Linked DNA regions of Mus musculus: region 1 is linked to region 2. The links are chromatin contacts, called in public promoter capture Hi-C maps. All regions are on one chromosome and are shown on one strand. Each heading gives the region's core, a stretch centred on a gene start, on an enhancer-like site or on the middle of the called end of the contact. The rest is flanking DNA. Distances are from core to core; before and after follow the strand shown.

Region 1 (7,017 bases), core at 284-2,783, 160 kb before region 2:
TCCTGTATGAGTGTAACTTTTAAGTATCTGTGGAGAATCTCCATTTGTCAGAAGAATTCACCAACTTACTTCTAATATGCATTGTAGCCTGCTATACCTGGCTGTAGTGAAGATCCCTGTCTCAGTGGGATTCCCTAACTTTTACATGGTAAACCCACGGATTAGCTAGGCCATTGTGTTTGGGTGAGACTGGCTACTGCCTCAAGTAAACACTCTGCAGACCAGCCCTGAGCTATTATGGCTAGGTTCTTTGTAATGCCTAATTAGTTTCACTGTCTCTACTAGAAGTAAATCTGAATGTTACTGAATAGGTAACCTCACTGGATTCCTACTGAATTCCCAGTTTGTCGGCTTTAAGGTCTTTCTGGGACATTGGAACACTGGCGAAGGCTTAGCTATGTCAGAATTCAATCTTTAAAGGCACTTATAATAAGACAATAGTAAAAGAGAGCACGTGGATCCATACACCACACTAACGCGGGGATAGGGTATGAATATACGGATTATGAGAACGCCAAAGTTCCAGGAGGTGAGTTTCCTTGAAACTCTTTGCCTCATGAGTGCTCCCAGGCTTCTCGGCCTGCCAAGCAAACTTCACTGGAGTGTGCGTAGCAGTGAGGCAGCAGGAACCTGGGGCAATCTGAAGAGTACACCCTGATGACTTCCTATGCCATTTGTATTTTTATAAACAGTTCTGGGGGACTAAAACCATTGAGCTATATCTACATTTAAGTGGCATTCCACTTTAAGGCAGTTCTTACATACATACATACATATATACATACATACATACATACAATTTTTCTTCCAGATATATAGGGAGTATGTCTGCAATCCTTATACTTCAGAAGGCAGAAAAGAGAGGGTCAAGAGATCAAACTCATTCTTGGCTGTCAAGTGAATTCCAGGCCAGCCTGGGCTATATGAAATCCTTTCTCAAATGCTGGGATTATAAGTGGCCACAGCTCACTCGGTTCTATCTATCTATCAATCTATCTATCTGTCTATCTATCTATCTATCTATCTATCTATCTATCTATCTATCTATCTATCTATCTACCACTTATCTTTCTTTCTACAGGTAAGATTTTGCTATTGAGACCTGGCAGGCATTATTTTGAGACAGGGCATCACTATGTAGTCCCAGAACTGGCTGTGTAGACCAAGTTGGCACTGCATTTACAGAGATTGGGAGATCTGCCTCAGTCTCTCAAGTGCTGTGATTAAAGATGGTCGCCACAATGCCTGGCTAAATCTAGCTTTCTCACAGGTTTATCTACCTACTCTTCTGAGGCCTTCCTTCTCCTATCCCTTGGTACTCGGCAGAAGAAAGAGGCAAGAGGCAGACTTTCCCACAATCAATCCCTGTGAGGGTACAAGAACAAAGTTGTCACAGCACCACACTTCCTTGGCACCAACTGTCTAAAAACAGCGCGACCACGCCCACCTCTTGAGAGTAGCCAATCAGGACTGGAGATGTCCTTACAGCCATTGTGAAGAATGTCCTTTGACTGCGCAGCTCTTAGGATTCTGGGTAGGGCCCGGGGAAGTTCGGTGGATCTGGGTCTCTATTTTCAAGACACCAGGATCTGTCATTGAGTGAAAAGATCATGGATACAGACGAACAAGGAGCCCCAGGTAGGAAGCCACTAGACCGTCCACAGACTCCAGATGAACTGAAATTTTACGCTCGGAATTATGTCATGCTGGCTCTCTTGGCGATGATTCTTTTCCTACCCTTTGGGATATTAGCCATATACTTCAGCATCCAGGTAAAAGTATCCCCGCCCCACCCCCCGCCCGCCTCCACTGCTCATCCTATCCTCTGCTTGCCACCTGCAACTGTTTGTGTCCTAGGTCTTGGGTCGGGCTCTTCCCACAGTGGCTATAGGGCTCCAACCCTCCTTCCAAGAGCTTCTTGTCTCAGAAACCCATACTCATGCTCCTACCCTTACAGACCAACGAAGCCAATAAATGCAGCAACTGGGAAGACGCCTACCGGAACTCATCTCGAACTATGTGGTTTAATATGTTGGCCATAGTAGCCTTTGTAGGCATCATTTATATACTTGTCCTAGTCCTATGAAAGCTACACATCAGCATCTACGGGCTCCTCCCCCAACAGACATGCTCACTTAGACTTTGACCAGCCATCAAGAAGAAACTCAGAGCTTCAGAAATGCCCTTGCCAAGAAACCCACCAACCAAAAAACTCAACATCCAAAAAACGGCCCCAGGCAGGCCACCTGACTACACTCCACCAGTTCATTCTCATTTGTCTTCCACGGCTGTCTAAAAGCATCTTGGAAGTCCACATCTCAAGTTCTAAATCTGCATAAGCCACTGAGCTGCTCTTTCATGAAAAAAAAAAAAATCACATTTCTGAGCCCAATAAAATTGAAGGGAATATCCCGGCTTTGCCTGTGTCTGGGTGTAGATGTTTCTCTGGATCAATAATAGTTTCACTGGAGCTATGTTGGCTTAGACCCTGTGAAAGTCAGACTGCAATAATGGTGCCAGGCTCTGTGGCACACATTTATAATCCCAGAATTTGGGAAGCAGAGACACTTACAAACACACACACATATTTTTTAAAATTGCACGTCTTTGATTTCCTGAACCTGTTTTTGTTGTAAAGTATACATAATAATTCATAATAAGATGGGAGTGTGTTTAGGAATCTGAATGTGTGTTTACTCTACATGACTTCCCTCTCAAGCTGAGGTGCTGGGCTTTTGGTGTCTCAGAGCAGGAAAAAAACAAAAAGCAAAAAACCAGAAACCTTGGCCACGTGTGCTGTCACATGACTTTAATCTCAGCACTCAGGAGGCAGAGGCAGGATGGATTTATGAGTTTTAGACCAGCCAGAGATAGTGAGTTTCAGGACTGCCAGGGCTGTGTAATAGAAAAACCCTATCTTGGGCTAGCAAGATGGCTCAGCGGTTAAGAGCACTGACTGCTCTTCTGAAGGTCCTGAGTTCAAATCCCAGCAACCACATGGTGGCTCACAACCACCCATAATGAGATCTGACGCCCTCTTGTGGTGCATCTGAAATCAACTGCAGTGTACTTAAGTATAATAAAGAAATCTTTGGGCCGGAGCAAGCATGGACTGAGAGAGCGGGGTTGACCAGAGTGAGCAGAGGTCCTAAAAATTCAATTCCCTTCAACATGAAGGCTCGCAACCATCTGTACAGCAATAGTGTACTCACATACATGAAATAAATAAATCTTAAAAAAAAAAAAAAAAGGTTCTTTGGAGCAACTCCCTTCTGTGTTTGGCAGTTCAGTTCACAGGTCGGCAGCAGCAGCTCCATCCACTTGCAAACACTTCACAGATACACTAGCAGTCCAGTTCAGTAGAGTCTGGATAGCAAACGAGAATCAGTAGAGGTGGCACTACCTAGCAGAGACAGCCAGGCCTTGAACCCTCTGGCTGCACAAGTATAAGTTTGGATCAGCAAACCCATGTAAAAGCCAGGGATTGTGGCCTGTCTGTATCCCAGGAGGAAGGCACAGATCCTGGGAACTCACTGGGCTAGTTTAGTTGGCAAGCTCCGGGTTCTGTGAGCTTTGTCTAAAAAAAAAAAAAAAAAAACCTAAGTTGGCCGACAGTAGAGGCAAATACCTACTGATGACCTCTTACCTCCAAACACTCACAGGCTAGCACAGGCACACACCCACTAACACAGATGAAGTTGCTGTTAACTACCAAAAGGTGGCAGTGTTGCTCACCTACTTGTCAAATCACAGCTGTCTTGTTTTCTTGTCCAGGGTTCCATAGCTGACTCAAGTTTCCCTCTTTTGCTTCATTCTTCATAGTACCACAATTGGTTTCTCTGAGTAGCCCTGTCTGTTCTGGAATTTGCTCTGTAGACCAGGCTGGCCTCGAACTCAGAGACCTACCTGCCTCTTCTCCCTTCCCAGTAGTGGGTTAAAAGCACTCCCTACCATGCCTGGCCCAAGATCTCTCTCTCTCTCTCTCTCTCTCTCTCTCTCGCTCTCGCTCTCGCTCTCGCTCTCACACACACACACAACACACACACATTTATCTAGATGATATAAATATATAGATGATATATAGATATAAAATTTATGTGTATGAATGTATGTCTGTGTATGTGGTGTCTGCTGGGGCCAGAAGAGGCCATTGGATCCCCTGTAATTGGAATTATAGGATGTTATGAGCCACCTGACATGGGTTCTGGGAACTAAACTCTGGTCTTTTGCAAAAGCAGTTTATCAATCAGTCTAGCTAGCTAGCTAGCTATCAATCTATTAATCAATCACTATTAATCATCTATAATTACCTATTATTTATCACCTATCTATCATGTGTATTTGTGTGTGTGCTTTGAGACAGTCTCAGACCTACATAGCCCAGGCTAGCCTCCAACTTGATTTGTAGTTAGGAATGACCTTGAGTTGATCTTCCTTACTCCACTTGCTGAGTGAAGGATTACAGTAAGCACAACCACAGCCAGTTTATGCAGTGCTCGGGACCGAACTCCAAACTTCATGCATAGTACACCAGCTACACTCCCTGACTCCTTAGCCCTGTGAAATCCATCCTTATTCTTGGAACATCCCCCTTCTTCTCTTACAAGTTTGAGTTGTCAACTCAAACTATGGGAGAGGTTCCTTGGTTTTGTTGATGGGTTTTGTATCTTCTGTCTGAGACCAGTTGATATTAGGATGTTCTCAGGGCCAAGGAAGGCTGAAATGAATGGGGTATTTATTAAAAGCTGAAAGACAGAAAGCAGTCCCATCGCCTGGACTGGTTTATATCAGCTACAGCAAGTCAAAGCTCAGTAGCCTGCAATCTACAGGTGATCCCTGGATGTCAGCCAAGTGAAAATCTGCTGTGACTAGAAACAGAAGTTAAAAATTTCTGGTAACTGGGGAAGGAAAGAAGTTCCACGACCAAGGAAAAGTTCCATTTTCAGGAACAGGCAGGTGTGCTTATGTGGATTCAAGTCTTGGGACTTCTTTGATTCCCTGAAGATTACGTGAATTTTTCAGTTCATAAAAGGAGGTATATTAGCACTACCATTGTATTAAAATAACAGTGTAGAAGAAGCAGTCAACAAGTATCTGCAAGACAGCAGAAATAGACACATGTCTTCAAGTCTTAGCAAAAGTATAAAACATGTTTCTTTAGTGAAAAGTTACATCTACAATCTGTTTATCTTTTAACACGAGGTCTGTGAGCAAGGCAAACCCATTTGTCCTCTGTTAATAAGAGACCTAGTAGCTTTAACTAGTTAATGAACTGACTGACGAACTGACACAGTGGGTGATTACCTGGATCAGGAGCTAGTTGCCTGTTGTTCCCTAGCTGACAAGCTACAGTTAGCCTAGCTGTCAATGTGATCAGAGAACTGAGAAGGATAAATTATAGTCTATATAACCTATGTATCCATTAAAAAGACAGAGACTAGTCCATAGTCCATTCCCTAGCCAGTCGTCTCAGACTGTCTGCATGGCTCTGGGAACAGAGGCAGTCATTGGACATTAGGCCCAAAGATGAGAGGCTTCTCTGAGGAGGAGAACATGGGAGAGACTGACCTCACCTTATCTAGGCAAAGTAGGATAATCAATTCTTCCATGTCTTGCTTGTCCAAAAGGGCTGAGCCCTAGCAGTGGGGCAGTCTTGCCCAGTGGTTAGCATTACCACAACCCAGATGGAGTCCTTTATACACCAAACCCCTGTGCCCATTATCTTCTTGGAAACCTTGGCAGGGGGTGTCACTGCTAGGATCTGGGAGTCTCTGTCAGTCATAATAAGTTTAAACATCTTAAATGACATATTCAAAAGATCTCTAACAGATTATAGCTGGTACCTACCAAACATACCTGAGTTAAACCATCCTTCTCTGCTTTTAGTGTTTATCATGACTATAAATATACTTCTGAAGATATTGAAGAATTTGATTATATTAACTTGCATTTTTTAATTATCCTCAATAGTTTACAGTAATTTAGTAAGCTTCATAAGATTAGAACTTCACATATTATAGCTGTTATGTTTAGATTTTTTTCTTTTACGTTTAGATTTAAAATAAGGATTTTAAACTGGACTTCTCTTAGTGTCAAAACAAAGCTTTTTAATCCATAAAGAGACTGGGAACGTTTCTGACCTATATATGGTGTGTCATTGTAGAACATAACAGTTTCCCATATGACTCAGTTTATTAAAAAACTAGTTTCATAATGCTAGCAAAAGCAAAGATAGACATATATTCTTAAATCATCTGTCAGCCTAAATAGACCTTAGGCAAGGAGAGACATCTCTAAGCCAGTAATGTTTAACCTTTTTTAATGTTGTAAGCCTCTAAAACTTTTTAAAGGAAGTTTGAAATCTCTCAATTGTGTCTTTGCAATATCAAAATTAAGTATTTTTTAAAGAGCAAAGACATAGAGCATAATCATAATTTTCAGAAGGCAAAATCAAGTTCTAATAGTGTAAACCATTTAATCTTTCTAAAATTAATTGCAAGTGGGTTTTTATGTTACGAGTGTGGCTGTCTGAAAGGTACATTGCTGTACATACGTGCATGGAGGTGCAGTTTTTATCTTAGTAAAATTCTATAAACCTGGATTTTTAAGATAAGACGGGGGCTAGAGAGATGGCTCAGTGGTTAAGAGCACTGACTGCTCTTCTGAAAGGTCCTGACTTCAATTCCCAGCAACCACATGGTGGCTCACAACCATCTGTAATTGGATCCGATGCCCTCTTCTGGTGTGTCTGAAGACAGCTACAGTGTACTTACATATAATAATAAATAAATCTTTTTTAAAAATTAAATTCCTGCATTCCAGGAAGTTATCTGGTTCCTGAGCAGGTGGAGCTTGCAGATTAATTTGGGGAATTACCGTACTGCATGCAGGCAAAAAAACATATACTCACAAAATAAGATCTAACATATCTTAAAATATATAGAAAAGTTAGCTAAATTAAAAATTAATAAAATGAGCATTAAGTCCATTGTCTCTCATTTGTTTCTCATTGAATGA
Region 2 (6,898 bases), core at 3,984-6,483:
CTCACCTTAGCCAAGCCTGGCCGCACAAGCTGCACAGCATGGGAAGTCAGGCCAGCATGGGCCCAGCAGCGGGACTGCAGGAACAACAGGGCCTCCAACACCTGGAGCAGCAGAGGGCCGGGCAGCAGGCCTGGCAGGGCTGGGGGACCTTCCTCATCCTCTCTCACAGAGTGCAGCAGGAGGTAAAGGGAGCCCAGCCACACTGGCTCGAAGAGCAGACTCAGTCTGGACAGGTCCTCTGAGGGGCTCAGTGCCATCAGCAACAGCAGGCCAGGGTGGTGCAGGATGCTGGGAGGGAACAGAGCAGGCCCTTTATAAACTGCCCCAACCTGCGCAGGGTGAAAGCCTTGTCAGGCCACAGAACATCTACTGTGGGCCAGGGGAAGACTGTCCCACCAGCCACCATACAGGGGACACTGAGATGCCCATCACAAGCCAAGCAGTAGCAGAGCCAGCCCCCACCCATAACAGCCTAAGGCCTCTCCCACCCCTTCCTCCTCTCTAGGGCTTACAAGACATACCACACAGATCTGGGTACTACTCTATGGGAAGAGTACAGTAGTAGGGGAGGGGGGTCATTACAGTTGGAGGGCACTGTGCTGGAGACTAGCACAGAGCCAAAGGTACAGCTGTGGCTTGTACCACACCCACTTGGTTCTGGGCTGATGGAGTCAGGTCAGCTGGGACTGGTAACCTGCAGTGCTGAAGGTCAGCCAATAGCACATCAGGGCTGGATTCAGAACTCTTCAGCTGCCGTACAGTAACCGGGTGGCCCTTCCACAGGAGGCTGGAGAATGGGCAGCAGGTGAGTGCCAGGGGCAGGATTTCCTTGTGAGGGCAGCAGGAGGGAAGGGCTCTCTGAGGGCATGGAGGAAGCTCTCACTTGGTCATGATAGTATGAGAACTGCTGTTGTAGGTGCGGTCAGGCTCACCCTGGGTTGGTACCAGCTCCTTGGGGTCTACTACTGGGATGCCCATTACCAGTGCCGGTGGCTGGAGGCTGCTCAACTGAGGGAAGAGAGCCTGGGCTTGAGCACCAAGAGGATGCAGAGGTGGTCACTGCTCTCCCACCCACTCCCTCTTACCTGGCCAAACCCCAACGCTGGGGTTTTGGGGGACCTTCTGATCTGCCCTTGCCTCAGTGCCCTGGAATAAAGGGTAGGCTGTGGGTATGAGGTCACCGGGTGTGCTGGCCCTTGAGACTCAAGGGTGTGGGCTGTTACCTGTCTGCCTGGACCAGCCTTAGTGAAGGAAGGGAGCCACACAGGCTGTGTCCAGAGCTAGCTTGCAACTGACTCAAGGACACACTGGGGGCCAACTCCCCACTCTGGACCAGTGCTGACATGTGGGTCCGGCACCATTGTAACAGTTCCAGCACCTGGGTGGGGCACAGGGTCAGCCTGGGAGCACACACTGGCCTTGAAGCCTCCACTCTGCCCTGGACACTACTTACCTCCCAGCTCTGCTTGGCGTCACCCTGCTCAGCCCAATCTCCTGGCGTGCGACCCTGCTGGTCACGCAGACGCAGGTCACCTCCTGCCTGCAGCAGGTGCCACAACACCAAGCCTCGGCCAGAGGAGGCACCTGCATGCATGGGTGTGCTGCCATCCAGGCAGCGGCTAGGGCAGAATGGGAGGCAAGGGCGGGATGGATGAAAAGGGGGTGGGAAGCTGGATGGGGGCTGAGTGGATGGGTGGAGTCATGTGGGTGGGTCACGTGAGAACTCCAGGGATGAGCGGACCTTTGTGAGTTCTGGGAGTGAGAAGAGGGTAACTGAGAACAGGAAGGGCACTGAGGGGATTGAAGGGGACTTGTGCCCTGGGGGTGTTAGGGTACAGGGACCTGTTTACTCACTCACTGGTTGGGGTTGGCGCCAAAGGCCAGTAGGAGGCGCACAGCAGAAGTGTGGCCCAGTAGCGCAGACAGGAAGAGCGCTGTCTGCCCAGCAGAGTTCTCCCCATCTACCTGAACAACTGAGGGACAGAAAGCTTAAGATTGCACTCGCTCCAGATTCCCAGAAGTCTTTCCAGCCACCAGGCTACACACATCTCATGTCTGTCAGGCTCTCCTGGAGCTCAATATGCACCCAAAGATGACCGTGAACTTGTGCTTCTCTCATCTCGGAGAGCTGGGATTTACATGCGAGTGTTAAGGCCCCAACCCGGACACTGAGCATTGAAAACACGCACTCTATTACACCCCCAGGCCTTAGGCAAACACTCTGGTCAAGTCCAGCCTCTGCTGTCTGTCTTCATCCCCGCCCCTTTCTTCATCCATCCCACCATCGCCTCTGGTTCTGTCCTAGCCGCGACCTCAAACGTAGCACACCTATGCCTTGATTTTAGGTTCAGGAAATAGCGCCTCAACACAGTGCACTAGAAGCTCCACAGAGCTAGAACAAGGTGGGGTGCCTGTCTCCTCCCCAGACCAGAGGTGGCCCTGCTGGAATCTCTGAGCAGCACATCCGCAGCCTCTTATTTACTTGTAGGCCTCTGCCATCTTCTGCAGTGACAACTGGCTTTCCACTCTCAACCTGTGCCCCAAAGGGATCTTCCTAAAACACAAACCATTGCCAAAACTCCATCATCCCAAACAAGTTGTTCCAAAATGAAAATACACCAACAGGGTGAGGCTTGTTTTACGAGGCCAGCGTGGATGAGTTTCCAGAACCAGAAAGTAAAACTGTACGTGAATTCCATTTATGAACACACAGGTATAAACCTGACTTCTTCCCAGAAAGCAGGCACCATTCACCCTAAGAAAACCTATCAGTGTAATCAACTTTCACGGATTAAAGGACAAAATTAATATGTCCTGGACTGCTCAGTGGCAGAGCCCCTGCCTAGAATCCCCCAGTGAGGAGCTGGGGGCGTGGCTCAGTGGTAGAGCCCCTGCCTAGAATCCCTCAGTGAGGGGCTGGGGGTGTGGCTCAGTGGTAGAGCACCTGCCTAGAATCCCTCAGTGAGGGGCTGGGGGCGTGGCTCAGTGGTAGAGCACCTGCCTAGAATCCCCCAGTGAGGGGCTGGGGGCGTGGCTCAGTGGGAGAGCCCCTGCCTAGAATCTCCCAGTGAGGAGCTGGGGGCATAGCTCAGTGACAGAGCCCCTGCCTAGAATCTCCCAGTGAGGGGCTGAGGGCGTGGCTCAGTGGCAGAGTGCTTGCCTGGCATGGATAAAGCACTGGGTTCTATCTCTAGCTCTAGCACCAGTGGGAAGAAAAAAAAATCACACTTTAGCTTTGATGATACAGAAAAAGGGAAGGCAATGAAGTGTAACACCTGTGTACGATTCCATCCTCTTAGGGAGAAAAAACTCAGACGACTTAGCCGGGAATTGCTAATTATGATTACACTTATAAACCCCAAATAGCAAACATGATACTCAGTGCACAAACAGATTTAATTCTTTGTTATTTGTTTGTTTTCAAGACAGGATTTCTATGTAGTTCTGGCTGTCCTGGAACTCACTCTTAGACTAGGCTGGCCTCGAACTCACAGAGTTCGTCCTGCCTTTGCCTCCCAAGTGCTGGGATTGAAGGTATGAGCCACCACCACCCAAGAGACTTAATTCTTTATAGATATATATCTATATCTGTGTCAAATGGCAACCGTGGTTTGGGAGTTTAGTCTTATACTTTAAGAAAAAATACTTTTTTTTTTTTTTGGAGGCAGGGTTTCATTAGCACAGGCTATGTCATTAGCACAGGCTATGTCATTAGCATAGGCTTCTCCCACAGTCTTTTTCCCCCAGCCGCAGCTTTCTGAGGAATAGAATGGCACGTGTGCCCTGTTTTCTCCCTTTTCAACTAACAAAAATATTAAAACCCAGCAAAAAAAAAAAAAAAAAAAAAATCACAGCTACTAAGCAAGTTCCGACAGTGGCCAGATACATAACAGAAATCAGAGAAACTTGTGAAATTGTTGAATGTTTGTCTCAATGGGATTTTCCCAACCAACACCCAACAAAATCCAACACCATTCCCTCATCTTCTCAGGCTTTTTTTTTTGAGACAGGGTTTCTCTGTGTAGTCCTGGCTGTCCTGGAACTCATTCTGTAGACCTGGCTGGCCTCAAACTCGGAAATCCACCTGCCTCTGCCACCCAAGTGCTGGGATTAAAGGTGTGAGCCACTACTGCCCAGCCTTCTCAGATTCTTATTGTCTGGGTTCAATACCTTTTTACTCTCCTCTCCCCACATCTGGCTAGTCACACACATGCCCAGCTTGGACTTTAGGGCCTTGGCCCAGGCCATCCCAGCTTCCAAGGATCCCTTCCCCCAGTTTTCTGCAGAATGGTTTACACTGTGAGACTCCTATCACACGCAGCACAACCCCTCCCCACCAACTACATTTTGTTCCCAACGATCGCGAGGCCAGCTTCACCCTGATAGCCCATCTCTGACCGTAGATCTTGGCAAGCAACAGCATAAGGACCCTGGCACCCAGTTCTGGACCGGCTCAATTGAAGTTGTCCCTCCGTGGTTGGTTCTTTCCCCACACCACACCGGCAGTGGAAGCTCACCTCTGCGCAGAAGCCTGGCTAGGCCCCAGCATGGGCCTCTGGCCATAGCTAGGCGATGCAGACGCCCCACCTGGGCGTTTGGATCCCTCACGGAGCCCAGCTCCACAGGGAAGCGGGGAGCCTGTGAATGCATCTGCAGCCCGCTTAGAGCCTGTCAGCTCCTGGAATGGGGTACACTCCTGAGGGGAGGGCGGGGATAAAGGACAATAGGGCTAGCTAAGGAGCAGTCTACTTGAGAAGGGAATTTGGGAGATTTCTGATGGGAAATCTACCGTCTGGTAGGCCGGGCCAGGGAGCTGCACACCATTAGACCAGGAGCCCGAGGGATCAGAAGTGATAAGTGGGAGGTTTAGGGCAAGGGCGGGCATTTCAAGGAAAATTTAAGGGCTTTGGGCAGAATCTGAGCCCGGGTAAGGCTCTGAAGTATCAAAAGGCTAGGAGGCCCGGAAGGCTGGTGGGGTCTGCGGGCTGGGAACATCTTAGGTGTTTCCAACACAGACGTGGGGTCTGAGTGAAAGAGGGCAGGGCTGGGGCTGGAGGTGGAGTATGGAGATGAGGTGGGTGTGGTGAAGAGCCGTGGGTCCTGAAAGCTCCAAATAGTTCTGGGCCTGGACTCTGGCCCAGCCAGGTACCTACCGTTGGGCGCTAGTGTGACTGTCACGTAACCGTGATCCAGCCACGGCTGTCTGTGCTGGAATTCTAGATGCAGATATGCCGGCGGCTTCCTGCTACCTCGCACTTGCGCAGTAGCCTGCCCTAAGAAGCATTCCCCCAACCCGACCCCACCATCTCATAGCGAAGGTTCAGAGATGTTGACCCAAGGGTTTCAGTTGACTCTCCTTCCTCCTTGTGTGCTCCAGAACTTCAGGCCAGCCAGAATCTCTTAGTTTTTATTTATTATTTATATTAATTATGTGTATGAATATTTTGCTTGTATGTATGTAAGCGCAGCACACGGGCTCCTAAAGTCCACGATAGACAAAAGAGAGGAACTGGAGTTAAAGGGGCGTGTGATCTACCCTGTGGGTGCTAAGAATCAAGACACTGGGGTGGGTGGGCAGCCCGTGCTCCTAACCGTTCAGCCATCTCTCCCAACTCCCAGCCATGCCATCCTGGACCCTCTTAACCGCGGTTCCGCATCTCTAACTGTCGTCCCGTGTTCACCATGACTACTTCCAGGCTCTTCCCTGAGCCCCATACCTGAAGGCCCTTCAGAACGTCTCCCTTTAGACATCACCTGGACTGTCGAGGCTGGCTCCATTCAGTTTTAGATGGTTGTCTCGCCTTGTTACTTAACAATATGCATCAAGAAGTTTCCCCTAACTTGTTCATAGTATTTGCCACTGTTTGAAACTGAAACAAGCTATGCTGGTATGGCTGCCTTTAATTTGGCTCACCGTCCACATGATAGAGAACCTGTTGCCATGTCCCCTCTGCCTGTAACTCCCATGATTCCTTGTTGCCTCTGGAGCACAGAGCAAGTCTAAAGGCCCTGTACTTCCCTTTATCCGTAGCTCCTCACTCCTTAATCTGAACCATTTCTCTATGGGATTTTTTTAGGTTGTTTGGTGGTGGTTTTTTTTTTTTTAATTTATTTAATATATGAATTCTCTGATGAATCATCTGCAGGCTAGAAGAGGGCACCAGGTCCCGTTACAGATGGTGGTGAGCCACCATGTGGTTGCTGGGAATTGAACTCAGGACCTCTGGAAGAGCAGCCAGTGCTTTTAACCACTAAGCCATCTCTCCAGCCCCTGGTTTGTTTGTTTGTTTTTTTGTTGTTGTTTTTTGAGGCAGGTTTTCTCTATGTAACCCTGGCTGTCCTGGAACTTGCCCTGTAGACGAGGCTGGTCTTGAACTCAGAAATCCGCCTGCTTTCCCATCCCAAGTGCTGTGATGAAGGCATGTGCCACCACCATGGAACTCCTTTCCATCTTTGTGGCTTTTATTATCATTTGCAGTGCTGGAGAGAGACTTTTTGTGCATGTTAAGCACATACTCTACCATCGAGCTGTGCCCCAGCTTCTCACGGGATGACTCTAGGCAAGTGTTCTGCCAGTGATCTATGTCCTCAGCTCTTGGGTTTTGTTGCTGTTGTTTGAGATAGAGTCTCACTATGTAGTCCAGGCTAGCCTAGAACCTGGAATCCTCTTGCCTGTGCTTCCGAGTGCCACATCTGTTTGAGACAGCATCTCTCACTGGAAACCTGTGGCTCACCAACTGGGCAAGGCTGGCCAACCAGTATCTGTGTCTCAGCCTGTATCCCCATGCTTGGAGTTTTATGTGGGTGCTGGAGAGTAAATCCAGGTCCTCAAGTTTGTGCACCAGGCATGTCACTGACCAAAACATCTCCTCAGCCTGCTCATCGGTGCTTATTAACT

The links. Promoter capture Hi-C pulls out the DNA fragments that hold promoters and counts their contacts.
Region 1: a contact with region 2 is called in a promoter capture Hi-C map of liver. The contact joins the promoter of Pmis2 here to the promoter of Arhgap33os in region 2. A contact is called at or near these places in 5 of 39 promoter capture datasets (the C10 cell line, cranial neural crest, embryonic stem cells and 2 more) and 2 of 9 other capture datasets (adipose tissue and liver).

What each region holds. Positions count from the first base shown.
Region 1 is chr7:30,666,121-30,673,137 of GRCm38.p6, reverse strand. It overlaps Pmis2 (PMIS2 transmembrane protein), which reads left to right and starts at 1,533. Exons shown (of 2, transcript NR_027849.1): 1 at 1,533-1,638; 2 at 1,958-2,416.
Region 2 is chr7:30,513,457-30,520,354 of GRCm38.p6, reverse strand. It overlaps Arhgap33os (Rho GTPase activating protein 33, opposite strand), which reads right to left and starts at 5,233. Exons shown (of 12, transcript NR_036630.1): 1 at 5,154-5,233; 2 at 1,855-1,973; 3 at 1,454-1,619; 4 at 1,224-1,378; 5 at 1,086-1,146; 6 at 884-1,008; 7 at 652-787; 8 at 1-288.